Regions from separate parts of the Mus musculus genome. Here region 1 is linked to region 2. Evidence: chromatin contacts called from public promoter capture Hi-C data. All regions are on one chromosome and are shown on one strand. Each heading gives the region's core, a stretch centred on a gene start, on an enhancer-like site or on the middle of the called end of the contact. The rest is flanking DNA. Distances are from core to core; before and after follow the strand shown. Region 1 holds the start of Nudt2 (nudix (nucleoside diphosphate linked moiety X)-type motif 2). Region 2 holds the start of Ndufb6 (NADH:ubiquinone oxidoreductase subunit B6).

Region 1 (6,400 bases), core at 3,126-5,625, 1.2 Mb before region 2:
TGTTTAGGGTGTCTGGGTAAAAGCTTTTCCACTGAACAGGTCTTGGGCGGCTGTCTCGTAACCAGAGCCAGCTCAGGTGGGGAAAGTTTAGCCTGAGGCTCCTAAAAGTGCCTGTTTGACACGGGTGTCCGAGACTCCACTGCTGTTTCCTGAGAAACAGGAACCGAAGCCACATGTTTCTCCTAAACCCGGTGTCTAGAAATTTTGCACAGGCCAGAGCAGAGGAAGAGCGACTCTGCTCGCTCATAAGCAGCTCCATGTGCCTACTGCTTCCTCAGCCCACACCACCGTGGCCTTCTCTGCAACTCACTAGCTTCCTTGTTTTTGGAGGAACAATGAGGGATCCGTCCATGATAATGTTTTCTTGTAACAATACTAAAAGGAAGAAAAGAAGAAAGAAAGAAAAAAACCTAAGCATATGAAAAAACTAGAAAACCCCTTCTCTGGGCATCTGCCTTCTTTGGGCATCTGCCCTTCGTCTCCTTCCCTGGGAGATCAAGCTACACAATTATTCTGTGGCTTTGCTATCTGGCAGAGGGAGAAGTCAGATTTTTTTTTTTTTTTTTTACCTTTAATGACACAGTGGTTTCTAGGATCAGACCAAAGTCAGACAAGGTTGGGACAAAAATACTGCTCAGGGAAAATTTGTTCCGTGGCCTTTTAGTGCCACCTGCTGTTCAGCTATGGAAAGCGAGCTTTAATACTGGAGTCCACCGGATTTCCTTCACTGGTCCATAGTCCGCTTAGTGCGTCCTGTACGGCAGGACTGAAGGGTCAATGTGAAACTGAAGACTAAAAGCATCTCTCTTCCTAGAGGTTCACAGCCCAGTGAAAGCAAAAGGCAGCCAAGCAGACGTTACAAAGTATTTCGCTCATCTTAAGGGGTACATGAGACAGGCAGTAAAGGAGGCTCTTTAGGGTAAGGGCACCGCATAAGGATGTGCGCGCCCGCCCGCGTGCACGTGTGTGGTCTTCACCTGGGTGCCAGGTTCACTCAGTTCCACATACTTGCTCAGCATATACGTTATGTCTAGACTGAGCCATGCCTGGAGCTCCACTATAAAGATTCTGAAGGATAGCTGAATTCATATGAAGGTGAGGCAAGGAGGCCTTCTAGACCAAGGGAGGGATGCGCAAAGTGCTCACACAAAACAGCATTCCATTGGTGAGCAGCTTACTTTATATTGCTTTTTATTTTAGACAGGGTCTCACTATGTAGCCCTTGCTGAACCAGAACTCTGTGCAAATCAGGCTGGCTTCAAACCCAGTGATTTATCTGCCTCTGGAGTGCTGGGATTAAAGGCATGCCACCATGCCTGGCTTAATTCATACCCGGTAGACAATAAGGACTACTGGTTTTAGGTGGAGTGTATTTTGGTCAGACTGACATTTTACAAACTCATTTCGGCAGTAAGTAAAGTGGAGAAGAAACTGGAAGAAAAGACCGCAGGCAAAAAGACATGTTACAAGCTTATTTCCATCTTTTTAAAAAACATGCATTGGTATGAGGAGTCGGGTCTCCTGGAACTGGAGTTACAGACAGTTGTGAGCTGCTGGAAGAGGGGTCTGGTTTGGGTAACTGGGTAGAAAAGGAAGAAGTTACCTATTTCTTTTTGAACTGAGTTGAATTTGAAGTGCTATAGACTACCTACAAGGCAAATGAAAACTGGGTCTTGAGTTTAGTGATATCTCATTCTTCGTTTCCTAAATCCAGTATTTTCTATTAGAAAAAGAATTGCTTTGATCATAGATATTCCAACAACCCATGTGTTAAGGAGTTTTATGTCAACTTGACACAAGCTAGGCTCCCTGGAGAGGAGGGGTGTCCTGACCAACAGGACCTAGTTATTCGTGGGTACGAGGGGAACCACAAACCTGCAAGAGAAATGGGCAGGAAAAAGGAGAGAGACCAAGGAGGATTCCTGTCAAGGTCTGTTTAATGAAGGCTAGGAGCCTGATTATAAGCACACAGTGAGAGAAAATAGGGAGGGGTCGAGGGGGAATTAACAAAGAACAAAGACATCTGGGGACATGAAGGCTGAATTCTGACTGTAGGCAAGAGGCACCCTGAGTCTTATCTCAGGAATGTAGAATCCTCCTTAACAGCCCGGGGTGTCAAGCTGGGCTCAGCACATAACTCAGGTCCTTAGAAGTCTTCGGAGTCAGGAAGAGATAAGGAAGAGGAGACTATAATTCAAATTTCTAGGGTCTAGGTGCCAGGAAGGGATAGGGAGGAGGAGGTGACCGGCTCCTAACACAAGGCCATTTGACTTATTAGGGTGGGAAACTGCGAAAGGCTTACTTTCTCACGGTATGGTCTCCAACAGAGGGGGCCTCAAGTTTAGAAAATGCTTCTATGAGACTGGGCTGTAGGCAAACCTATAGGGCATTTTCTTAGTGATTGATGTGGATGGCCCACTGTGGGTGGGGCCATCCCTGCACTCAGGGTCCTGGGCTCTATAAGAAAGCAGGCAGAGCAGCCACAAGGAGCAAGCCAGTAAGCAGCACGCCTTCACAGTCCCTGCATCAGCTCCTGTCTCCAGATTCCTTCTGACAACGAACAGTGATAAGGATGAGTAAGCCAAACAAACCCTTTCTTCCTCAAGTTGCTCTGGGTCAGTTTCCTCACAGATGTTGTAACCCTGACTAAGACGAGCCACTTTCCCTGAATTTGGGTGCATTTACCTGTCTAATCACCCCCTTTCCTATCTGGTATTCCAAATATTTTCACCCTCTTTCAGTTCAAAACAGTACAAGATAGAAAAGTATACCTGACACTGCTGTGAAAGAAACTTAGCCACTCAGGTCAGGTTGTTACCTGAAAGACAGGTCCTCATTTGTAAAGTGACTCTAACGTGTATTTCTCATTGTTGAGAGTTTAAAGTATGTGTAGACAGACATGAATACATGCCAGTCACTCTTATCTTGTATTATAATAGGCCACCTGAATGCTTCTCTGTATTATACTGGCAGTCAACTCTTTCTAATAGTTGAATCAAGAATTTCCCCACCTCTGTGTCATAGTCCTGTCTCTCCTGGAACTCAGAGATCCTCCAGCCTCTGTTAGGAATAAAGACATGCACTATCATTTTTATATTTTTCAGGAAACAGCTGATAAACAGTGTTCACACTAAGTATTAGTAATTTTTAAAGATCAACAAGATTAATTCCCTTTAATATATTGTCAATTTTCTCTTTTGAATACTGTATTTCCTTATTAGTAAGAATTACATTTATTCTTTAACTGATTAGTGATTTACTTTTGTTTATGTCTTGTGTGTCTGCCAGTTGTGTGTGGTATGTGGGTGCCTGAAGAGTCCAGAAGAGGGCCATGGATGCCCTGGAGCAGGAGTTGGGAGGCTACTGTGAGCCACTTGGCATGGATGCTGGGAAATGAACTCAAATTTCTCTGGAAGAGAGGTTAAGGGCTCTTAACCACTGAACCATCTCTCCAGGCCCCCGAATCGCTCATTTTTGAGCTAAAAACGAGCACTCCATTAAAGTACATATGAAGCTGCACACATGCTGGCTACTGGATTTGTTCCTACTATGCTGGTGGTTCCTTTTTGACCTGAGAGGCTAGGCCTGGCCAAGCATTTTTTCCCAATAGTCTTTGCAACCCGTTGAAGCATTACTATTATTTTTCACAAAAGGAAAAAAAAAATAAAACTATGGTTCAGAAATATTTTTGAGTAGTTAATCAAATGCAGACACGTCCAATTTCTAACATCATTAAGCTTAATTGCCACTGGACATTAGAACATTTCTGCATTGGCAACTTGACTCTTCTCGATTTAAGCTGTTTCGCCTTTTTTTCTTAAGACGGGAATCTTGTGACTTTCTATCTCTGGGGGCTAAAGAGCACCTGTCACTCTTCCAAAAGATTGGGGTTCGGTTCCCCGGAACCTATACCAGGTGGCCCACACAACGTTTAACTCCAGCTCCTGGGATCCGACGCCTTCTGGATTCTGAGAGCATCTGCACGCACGTGGCGCGCATAGACAGACACAGACACACACACACACACACACAAGTAATAATTTTTACCAAACGTAAGATCTTTTGGAATGCAGGCAGGGTTTAATCGATAACTACAAAGCAAGCCTAGGGAGAAGATATGATTGGCCCGCTAAGTCCCAAAGGTGAATCTCTCTGCCTCTGGGATTCTTCCGACCCACGCCCTCACCACTGAACCTAGTCCTCTCTGGTGCACAGAGATAAACCGAGGTCCCGCGAGTGGATGGGGCCTGGCCTACACGCGCCTCACTGCCAGCTCCGTCCCCGCAGCAACAGGTCAGGAGCCCGCGACACTCCCCACGCCCCCCAGCCCCACAGCACTCACCCGTAGCCCAGAGGCAGGAGGCGGTCCTCGAACGGAGACGTAGCGCGCCAGCCAATCAGAAGAGCCCGGCTGCACTTCAGACGAGCCACAGAATTGGGCATCAGGCGCTTCCACCCGCCCCTGAGGCGTGGTTTTTTGGCTGGGACCGTCGCGAGATCTGCCTCAAGCTGAACCATTGGTGGAGAATGAACCGCCCCCTTCCCCTTCTGATTTCTGATTGGCCTTTTAGAGGAGAGGTGACAGGCTCTGTGAATGACCATTGGTCGGTGCTGCGGGACCGCGGGCGGGCGGGCGTCGGCGCGCGCGTTCGAACTGGCGCTTGTGGCGTTGCCATGGGGATGTGGCCTGGCGGACACCTAAGGCGGGTTGACCGGACGCTCTGCTAGCCCGGCCTTAGGGCTTTCTCCTCACCGCACTATTTCTTCGGTCCTCCCTGAAAACTGACTGAGGAGGAGCCGGGATTGCCCTGAGGTGAGAAACGGTGGCTTTAGCTTGAGCCCAGGCTCTGCGCCTGCGCGGGAGCGGGTGCTCCTGTCTGCGAGCGGCGCGAGCCGAGACCGGTATTTGCGGGGTAACTAGAACTTGGCTTCTCGGGTTCTTCGAGGGTTCTCGCGCTCTCTCACGTTTCATCTCCCTGTCTACCGCCTCTTCAGCAATTACCTCGACCACCACCAGCTTTGAGGCTTTTCTGAGTACCCCAAAGGCCTCTTGCCTTTGAGACACGCTCTTCAGAGCGCTTCGATTGGACTTTCGGTTGTTTTGTGAACTTCCGCAAACCTCATTCTCCTTTTTTCTCATATAATTTTGACCTCTGAGATAAGACAAGCCTTTCCACAGCGTCTTACGCATATTAGTTTTTTGTTTGTTTGTTTTGTTTTTTTAAGGAAATATTTGTTCAGTTGGCTTTCACTCACTACAAATAGATTCAGTTATCTTTCTGCCTTGTCCCATTCAAAGTCGATTTGGGGGCAGGTGGAAGAGAGAGGACACCCTAATCTCATATACAAGAGACAGAAAATTCAGCGTTGGCGTTCCCACGTTGGGGGCAGGAAGACCTGCTCAGTGTGGGTGGCAACATTCCCAAGGCAGGGAATTCTGAGCAGTAATAGAGTGGAGAAAGCAAGCTGACCGCTAGCATACATACATTACTTCATTATTTACTGCTTTTCTTTTTTTAAGTTTTTGTTTGTGTGGCTTTTGTTTGTTGGTTGGTTTTGAGACAAAGTTCTCAATCAGAGAGACGTGCTCTCTCCACATTGTAGTCTGGCCTACAAGTACCTCTTCTCAAACCCCTAAATGTATTTGCTTATAACAGGCCATTCTGTCCTTATATGCCCGAGGATTTCCTCTTGTTGTTTACTGACCACCAACTATCGTAACATTTTATCTGTGCTTTGGAAACTGAAATCAATTATTTGACTTTGAGTTTTTTTCACTTAACAGTGTGTGTGTATGTGTGTGTGTATATGTATATGTGTGTGTGTGTATGTATGTGTGTGTGTGAGCACTCAAGTGAAGGTCAGAGGACAACTTTGAGGAACTGGTTCTCATTTTCCATGTTTTTTAAGCAGCTTGTTTCTGCTGCTGCAGTGCATACTCCAGGATATTTCTATCTTACACACACACACACACACTTACTTCTCCCTAGGAGTGCTAGGGTTACACATGTGCAGTACCACATGTGACCTTTTATGTGGGTTCTAGGCATTGAATTTGAACCATTAGGCTTATTATAGGTTATGTGCATTTACCTACCAAGCCATTTCCTTGACCTTTATTTCAGGTGGTTGGTTGGTTGGTTGGTTGGTTTGTTTGTTTAATTTTATTTGTGTACTGGCTAGTTTTGTGTGTCAACTTGACACAGGCGCGAGTTATCACTGAGAAAGGAGCTTCAGTTGAGGAAATGCCTCCATGAGATCCAGCTGTACGGCATTTCCTGAATTGGTTATCAAGGGGGGAGGGCCCCTTGTGGGTGGTGCCATCTCTGGGCTGGCAGTCTTGGTTCTATAAGAGAGCAAGCTGAGCAAGCCAGGGGAAGCAAGCCAGTAAAGAACATCC
Region 2 (6,676 bases), core at 3,948-6,447:
CAACAATGTTAAAAGTCCAAAGTTCAAGGTCTCTTCTGAGATTCATTCAACTAATTAACTGTCATCTCCAAAGCAAGGCAGGAAACCAGCTGGGCAAACTCCAAACTCTGCATCTCCATGGCTGATGTCAAAGCAGTCTTCAGATCTCCATTCCTTTTTCATCTTTGTTGACTGCAACAAACTGCTTTCTCTTTGTTAGCAGCTTTCCTCAGCATGTCAGCATGTATCCCATGGCTCTGGCATCTTTAACATCTTTGAGTCTCCAAGGCAATTTCAGTGTTTTGTTTTTTGGTTTTTGTTGTTGTTGTTGTTGTTGTTGTTTTGTTTTTTGGTTTTTGGTTTTTTTTTGGTTTTTTTTTTTTTTTTTTTGAGACAGGGTTTCTCTGTATAGCCCTGGCTGTCCTGGAACTCACTTTGCAGACCAGGCTGGCCTCGAACTCAGAAATCCACCTGCCTCTGCCTCCCGAGTGCTGGGATTAAAGGCGTGCGTCACCACGCCCGGCTGCAATTTCAGTGTTACAACTTCTTGTTTCAGTGTCTGGGACACTGATCTTTTGGGCTCCTCCTAATGGCTGGAATCACTTTTCCAGCTCTGCCCTCTGTGGCACTCTAAGCTCAGGTTGATCCACTCCACTACGGCTTCTGTTCTTGGTGATCATCCCATGGTACTGACATCTCCAATACACTGGGGTGTTCCACTCCAACTAGGCTTCACCAATAGCCTCTCATAGGCTCTCTTCATGGTTCCAAGCCTCAAATCCTTTGCATGACCATCAACTTCAACTGAGGCTGTACCTTCACCAATGGCCTTCCATGGCCTCTCACAGTGCCAAGCCTCAGCTGCTCTTCATAACTCCTTCATGCTTTCAAAACCAGTACCACCTTAGTGACTTACACATTACCAAGTACAGCTGCAGCACGGGGTACAACCTTGGCTATCTCTGGAACACAACTTCTTTGTGCTCCCAGAAAACAATTCCCAGAAGATTTCACCTCAGTGATGCTGGTCTCTTCTTAATCATTGCTAATGTCTTAGCTCCAGCTAACCAGCATCAATTGTCCCAGTAGTTCCTTCCATTCTTAACTCTAGAGCCAGAGATACATGGCTGAAGCTGCCGAGTTCTGCTGCTTGCAGGAACTAAAACATGACCCCCTTGTACTATTACATTATCACTGGCTTTATGTTTTCTAAATCCTTCACTGCCTAAGCTTGGCTACCCTGGGTATTACTCTGTAGATTCACCTTGAATACAGAGATCAGCATGCCTGTCTCCTGAGATTAAAGGTGTGTACCACCATGCCTGGATCTAAATTTAGCTGGGTAGGATCTTGCCCCAAGGTCCCACTCCCTTAATCTGTTATCTCCTAGAACTCAGGATTTTGCTCCATTTCACTTCCTGGTACTCCTTTAATACTCGAGCCATATAATTTATATTTTTCCTTTCTAAGCTTGCTATGCTTGTTCAAACTTCTCTTCATAAGACTTAACCAGAGAACAAAGTCTCTGCTGGGCTTTTTTGAAACTTCCTTTGACAGTGCAAATAATCTGAGTCTCTTCACCTTAGCCTCAGGCAGACTTTTCAGACAAGGGCAAAAAGTAGCCACATTCTTCACCAAAATACCACAAAAACTGTCTTCATGCCACATTCTGAAATTCTTCTCCTTTGAAATCTCTTGGACCAGGTCAACACAGTTCAAATTACTCCCAGCAACAAAGTCTTCCATATTCCTACTAGGATGACCCATTAAGCCCCATTTAAAGCATTCCACTGCTTTCCAAATACAAAGTACCAAAATCCACATTCTTTCAAATAAAAGCATGGTCAGGCCTATCACAGCAATACCCCACTCCCAGTACCAACTTCTGTCTTAGTTAGGGTTTTAGTGCTGTGAATAGACATCATGACCAAGGCTACTCTTATAAAAAACAACATTTAATTAGGGCTGGCTTACAGGTTCAGAGGTTCAGTCCATTATCATCAAGGTGGGAGCATGGCAGTATCCAGGCAGGCATGGCACAGGCAGAGCTGAGAGTTCTACATCTTCATCCAAAGGCTGCTAGTAGAAGACTGACTTCCAGGCAACTAGAGTGAGGATCATAAGCCCACACCCACAGTGACACACCTACTCCAACCAGGTCACACCTATTCGAACAAGGCCACATCTCCAAATGGTGCCACTCCCTGGTCCAAGAATATACAAACCATCACAATGACAATGAACTGAACCTATGAACCTGTAAGCCAGCCCCAATTAAATGTTGTCATTTATAAGACTTGCCTTGGTCATGGTATCTATTCACAGCAGTAAAACCCTAAGACACCATCCCACAGTCAAAAATTTTGACCCAAAATTGTTCCTGTCTCAAAGAACTGTAGGGACAAAAAAATGGAGAAGAGACTGAGAGAAAGGCCATTCAGTGACAGGCCCAAATTGGGATCTAGCTCAAGGGGAGGCTCCAAGGTCTGACACTATTACTGATGTTATGGTGTGCTTACAGACAGGAACCTAGCATGGATGCCCTCTGAGAGGCCCAACAAGCTGCTGACTGATACAGATGCAGATACTTACACCCAACCAATGGATTGAAATCAGGGACCCCTGTGGTTGAATTAGGGAAAAGCTGAAAGAAGCTGAAGAGTAGGATGACCCCACAAGAAGACCATCAGCCTCAACTAACCTGGACCCCTGAGATCTATCAGAAACTGAGCCACCAACCAGGCAGCGTGCGTGAGCTGGTGGAAGGCCTTGACACATTTACAGCCCAGAACTACCTGGTCGGGCCTCAGTGGGAGAAGACCAGCCTAACACTCCAGAAATTTGAGGCCCCAGGGAGTGGGAAGACCTGGTGGTGGTGGGGATCCTCTTGGAGCTGAGGAAGGAGGGGTGGTGTGATGGTGAAGTTTGGCTTGCCAGTTCTTCCTATGTTTGGTATTAAAATGCTTCGTCGAAGAAAATTTCCCCAGAAGTTTTTTGTTACTCTAAGATGTAATTTGTACAGAACACTAGAAAAAATGTCTGATTTTTTTTTTAATGGAAAAGCAAGTGTTGTTTTCAGATGTTGGAACAATGAAAGTTATAATACCACTAATTATCTATTAAAATGACTTACCACATCAAATAATGGGTGGATAAATGGGTCTCTCACAAACTATGGATACAGTCATAATAGACCTTTAAGAAAAGCATTTGGAATTTTTTTTACAGGTAAGTATACACTACACATTCCACAGCTGTTCTATTTCTAGACATCATACAAAGATGGTTCATAGCAACTGGGCTTGCGGTTTCCAAAAATAAGGAAAAACTAATCTGTTGGTTAACAGGTAAATATTTAAACTGTGGTATAACACCTGCAATAGGTTATTATTCAGGAACAACAAAGAATATGCTACTAAGTTCTCCTCATACCTCAACCCCTGGATAGTGATGTTGAGTAACAGGAACAGGACAAAATCAAGTTAAATCTGTGATCCCATTTATAGAAAGTTCTACAAGAACACGGACTCTTTAATAGTGATGGAAAGCAGATCAATGGTTGGTGAGAAAGCAGAGAGGGGAGGGGGAAACTGGCCACAAGGCATAGTGTACAAATTGACATGAGAAATGATTTTTTTTTTCTTACCAGATTTCAAGATAAGTTGTTTTTCAAGGCCATCCAATGGCTGGAGAGATGGCTCAGCGGTTAAGAACACCCAACTGCTCTTCCAGAGGTCTTGAATTCAAATCCCAGGAACCACATGGTGGCTCACAATGATCTATAATGGGATCCAATGCCCTCTTCTGGTGTGTCTGAAGACAGCGACAGTGTACTCATACACACAAAATAAATAAAATCTTTAAAAAAATCATCCAAAAATCAAAAACGAGATTTTTTAATAAAGTATTTTGACTTGGTTATGTGTGACGTGTTTTATATTTTAAAAATCATTCAATTCATACTTACTGATGCTGAAATGTTTTCATCTTTGACCAGAGAAACCTGCTAATCAAGTTGCTTACTGGTCTTAGAAACTTCCCCAGTTCTGGTTCGCTAGAGAGAGCCTTATAAATCATATTCTTCTCTGCTGGAGAACACTCAGGTTCCAGAAGCCCCACCATGTAGCTAGATTCTCCTAATTCAGTCTTCTGACGGAGCAGTAAGTGTTCTTAACCGCTAAGCCACCTCCAAACTCCCTAGTTCCTACTTTTGTGTCTATCCTATCTTCCCTATATAATATTGGTGGTGGTGTTTGAAGCAGTAGTTAGGTTGGGCATACTGGTGTACTTCATCTAGCTCATGAGTAGTGGAGGCAGGGGAATTCGGAGTTTAAGTCCAGTCTCCCTAAATAGCAATTTCAAAGCCAACATGAGATCTTGTCTCCAAAACCAAATACAAATAACAAAATTATTTTCATTTATTACTCTAAAATTTTCAGAGCATGTATATATATTTAGTATCACTACTACTCTCCCTGCTTTTGGATAAAAGGTAGCATACTTGGTGTAGTTGGTTTTATTTACTTATTTATTTTTTTAACTTATCAATAGATTGTAGAAGTTACTCCAGTTATGAATAGAAGGCTCATTTATGGCAGTAGCATACCAATGCTTTACAGTACTATAAGCTTTCCCACTAATCCTCTATTCTGAAATCTGGGAGGTGATTTTTCAATGTTTTGCTATTACATATCGTGTTGTGACGAATATTCGTGCACACCCCTACAAATTTTTACTGCCATACCTTTGGGATGTCTTACAAAGTGGGCCGGCAGAATCAAAGAGTGAGCGAGCCTATGGAAGCCTCCCAAATAAGGTGCTCTTTATTTCTGCAGTACAGAGAGGGAAGAAAACCGAGATAGGCGCTCAAGATTACTTAGCGGGTTACGAAAGAGGTGGGAGCCAAATTCGGACGCAAGTGTCTCTCGGTCAAGAAGAGAATTCAAGGGGGCGAGGCAGAGGTTCGCTAAACCATCGTCCTTGTTCTTCCGGTCCCCTCCCCTACAAGTTCTTTCTCTGAACCCTAGCCCCAGGACTTCTCACACTTTCCAACACCGCCCACTTAGTTCTTAACTCAGGGACCTTCCTGAGCTCATACTTAACCCAGGTTGTTAAAACCCAGGGTCCAAGAGAGGGCTTTGCGCATGAGCAGAGCCTGCTTTCCGCGAAGGAGTCGGCCCGCCCCCAGAGGCGGGGCTGGTGTGGCGTCATCACTCCGCGCCGCTTCCAGGCGCCTCAAGGTCGCTTTGCGGAGCGGGAGGGGCAGGTCAGTGACCGGTCCTGTGTAGGCTCGTCGGCAACATGTCAGGGTACACGCCGGATGAGAAGCTGCGGCTGCAGCAGCTGCGGGAGCTAAGGAGACGATGGCTGAAGGACCAGGAGCTGAGTCCCCGGGAGCCCGTGTTGCCCCCGCGCAGGATGTGGCCCCTGGAGCGATTCTGGGATAACTTTTTGCGGGACGGGGCCGTGTGGAAGAACATGGTGAGTGATGAGCCACACGGGTGTCCGGGTTCCCACCCCGGGTCGCAGCCTGGCCAAGCCTCCCAGCCCACTCCTCTCAGTTCCATCAAGGCCCAACCCTGTCCAGAGCCCGCATACCCGGGAGGGCCCCAAGGGACAATCAGTCCAGGGGCTCAGGTTTAGCGGAGACGCTGTCAGGTCGCTATTGTTCAGGGCTGGGGTCTGGAGTCCAGGAGCAGGTGGCTGTCAGGTGTACTGAGAAGTCGGGTCTTAGGTTTTACAAGACGCTCGCCGCACATGCAGTTCTTTCGAGTGTAGATACCTTTTCTCGGGTTAAACTGGTCAGAATTAACTGAGATCACAGGCTGTGATTTCAGTATTTGAGAACACTTACGCGGTGGGTAGGGTTGAGGTGCCAGAGACTGGCCAGCTGGTATAGTACAGCCCCATGGGGTCGCAACAGAAGACAGGGTTCTATTTGGTATGCTTTGTCAGACTCTAAAGCTCCCTTTCTACGCATCACTGTGTACGTTTAACACACTTTTAGTTACTTTTAAATTGCATTCCATGACCTCCAGGCAGAAAAACCGTTCACTCAAGGACTGCTTTTTATTGTAAGGATTCCAGATATTTTCTTGGAGACTGCTATTAAATCACATCAATGATGAGTAGCGAACATTGTGTGGGAATTGCTTTCAGCTCCTTCCAGTAATTGTGGTAGAAGTAGAAGTAGTAGTTGTACAAAGTCTTGGTTGGTTGGTTGGTTTCTTGAACAACAATGCCTTATGTCTTGCAGAATGGTGCTTATTCTGTCTTAGAATCTATGGATATTCTATAGGAAGCCTCAGAGTTAGTGAAAATACTGAAATTGGTAGGTCAGCCCCAATCTGTCAGGAAATATGTTCCATTTAGAAATTTGTAAAATAATTATCACACATAGTTGGTAGTGGTGGAATGTTTTTGTTTGGTTAGTTGGTTTGGTTTTTGTTCCACACACATTGAAAAATAAGGTAGCTCATGCTAGGGAGAGTAAGCAGCGCATGTTGGTAATCACAGCAGCTCCAGAGGCTGAGGCAGGAGGATAGCCGAGGATCTCTGCAGAGGGAGGCGGGCCAGCCTTGGCTAACGCTTGGGACCCTGTCTCAAGTGAGGGGTGGGGTGAGGCTGGAGAGGTGACTGCTTCAGACCACTTGGCTCTTTCAGAGGACCCAGTTTTGGTTCCCAGCATGCACATGGT

Evidence for each region. Promoter capture Hi-C pulls out the DNA fragments that hold promoters and counts their contacts.
Region 1: a promoter capture Hi-C map of pre-B cells shows a contact between it and region 2, with 2.4 times the contacts expected there. The contact joins the promoter of Nudt2 here to the promoter of Ndufb6 in region 2. A contact is called at or near these places in 2 of 39 promoter capture datasets (erythroid cells and pre-B cells), 1 of 484 Hi-C or Micro-C datasets (CD8 T cells) and 1 of 9 other capture datasets (liver).

What each region holds. Positions count from the first base shown.
Region 1 is chr4:41,463,123-41,469,522 of GRCm38.p6, reverse strand. Nudt2 (nudix (nucleoside diphosphate linked moiety X)-type motif 2) reads right to left here and starts at 4,375. Exons shown (of 3, transcript NM_025539.2): 1 at 4,343-4,375. It overlaps Kif24 (kinesin family member 24), which reads left to right and starts at 4,675. Exons shown (of 13, transcript NM_024241.2): 1 at 4,675-4,813.
Region 2 is chr4:40,277,942-40,284,617 of GRCm38.p6, reverse strand. It overlaps Ndufb6 (NADH:ubiquinone oxidoreductase subunit B6), which reads left to right and starts at 5,197. Exons shown (of 4, transcript NM_001033305.3): 1 at 5,197-5,460. The coding sequence starts at 5,281.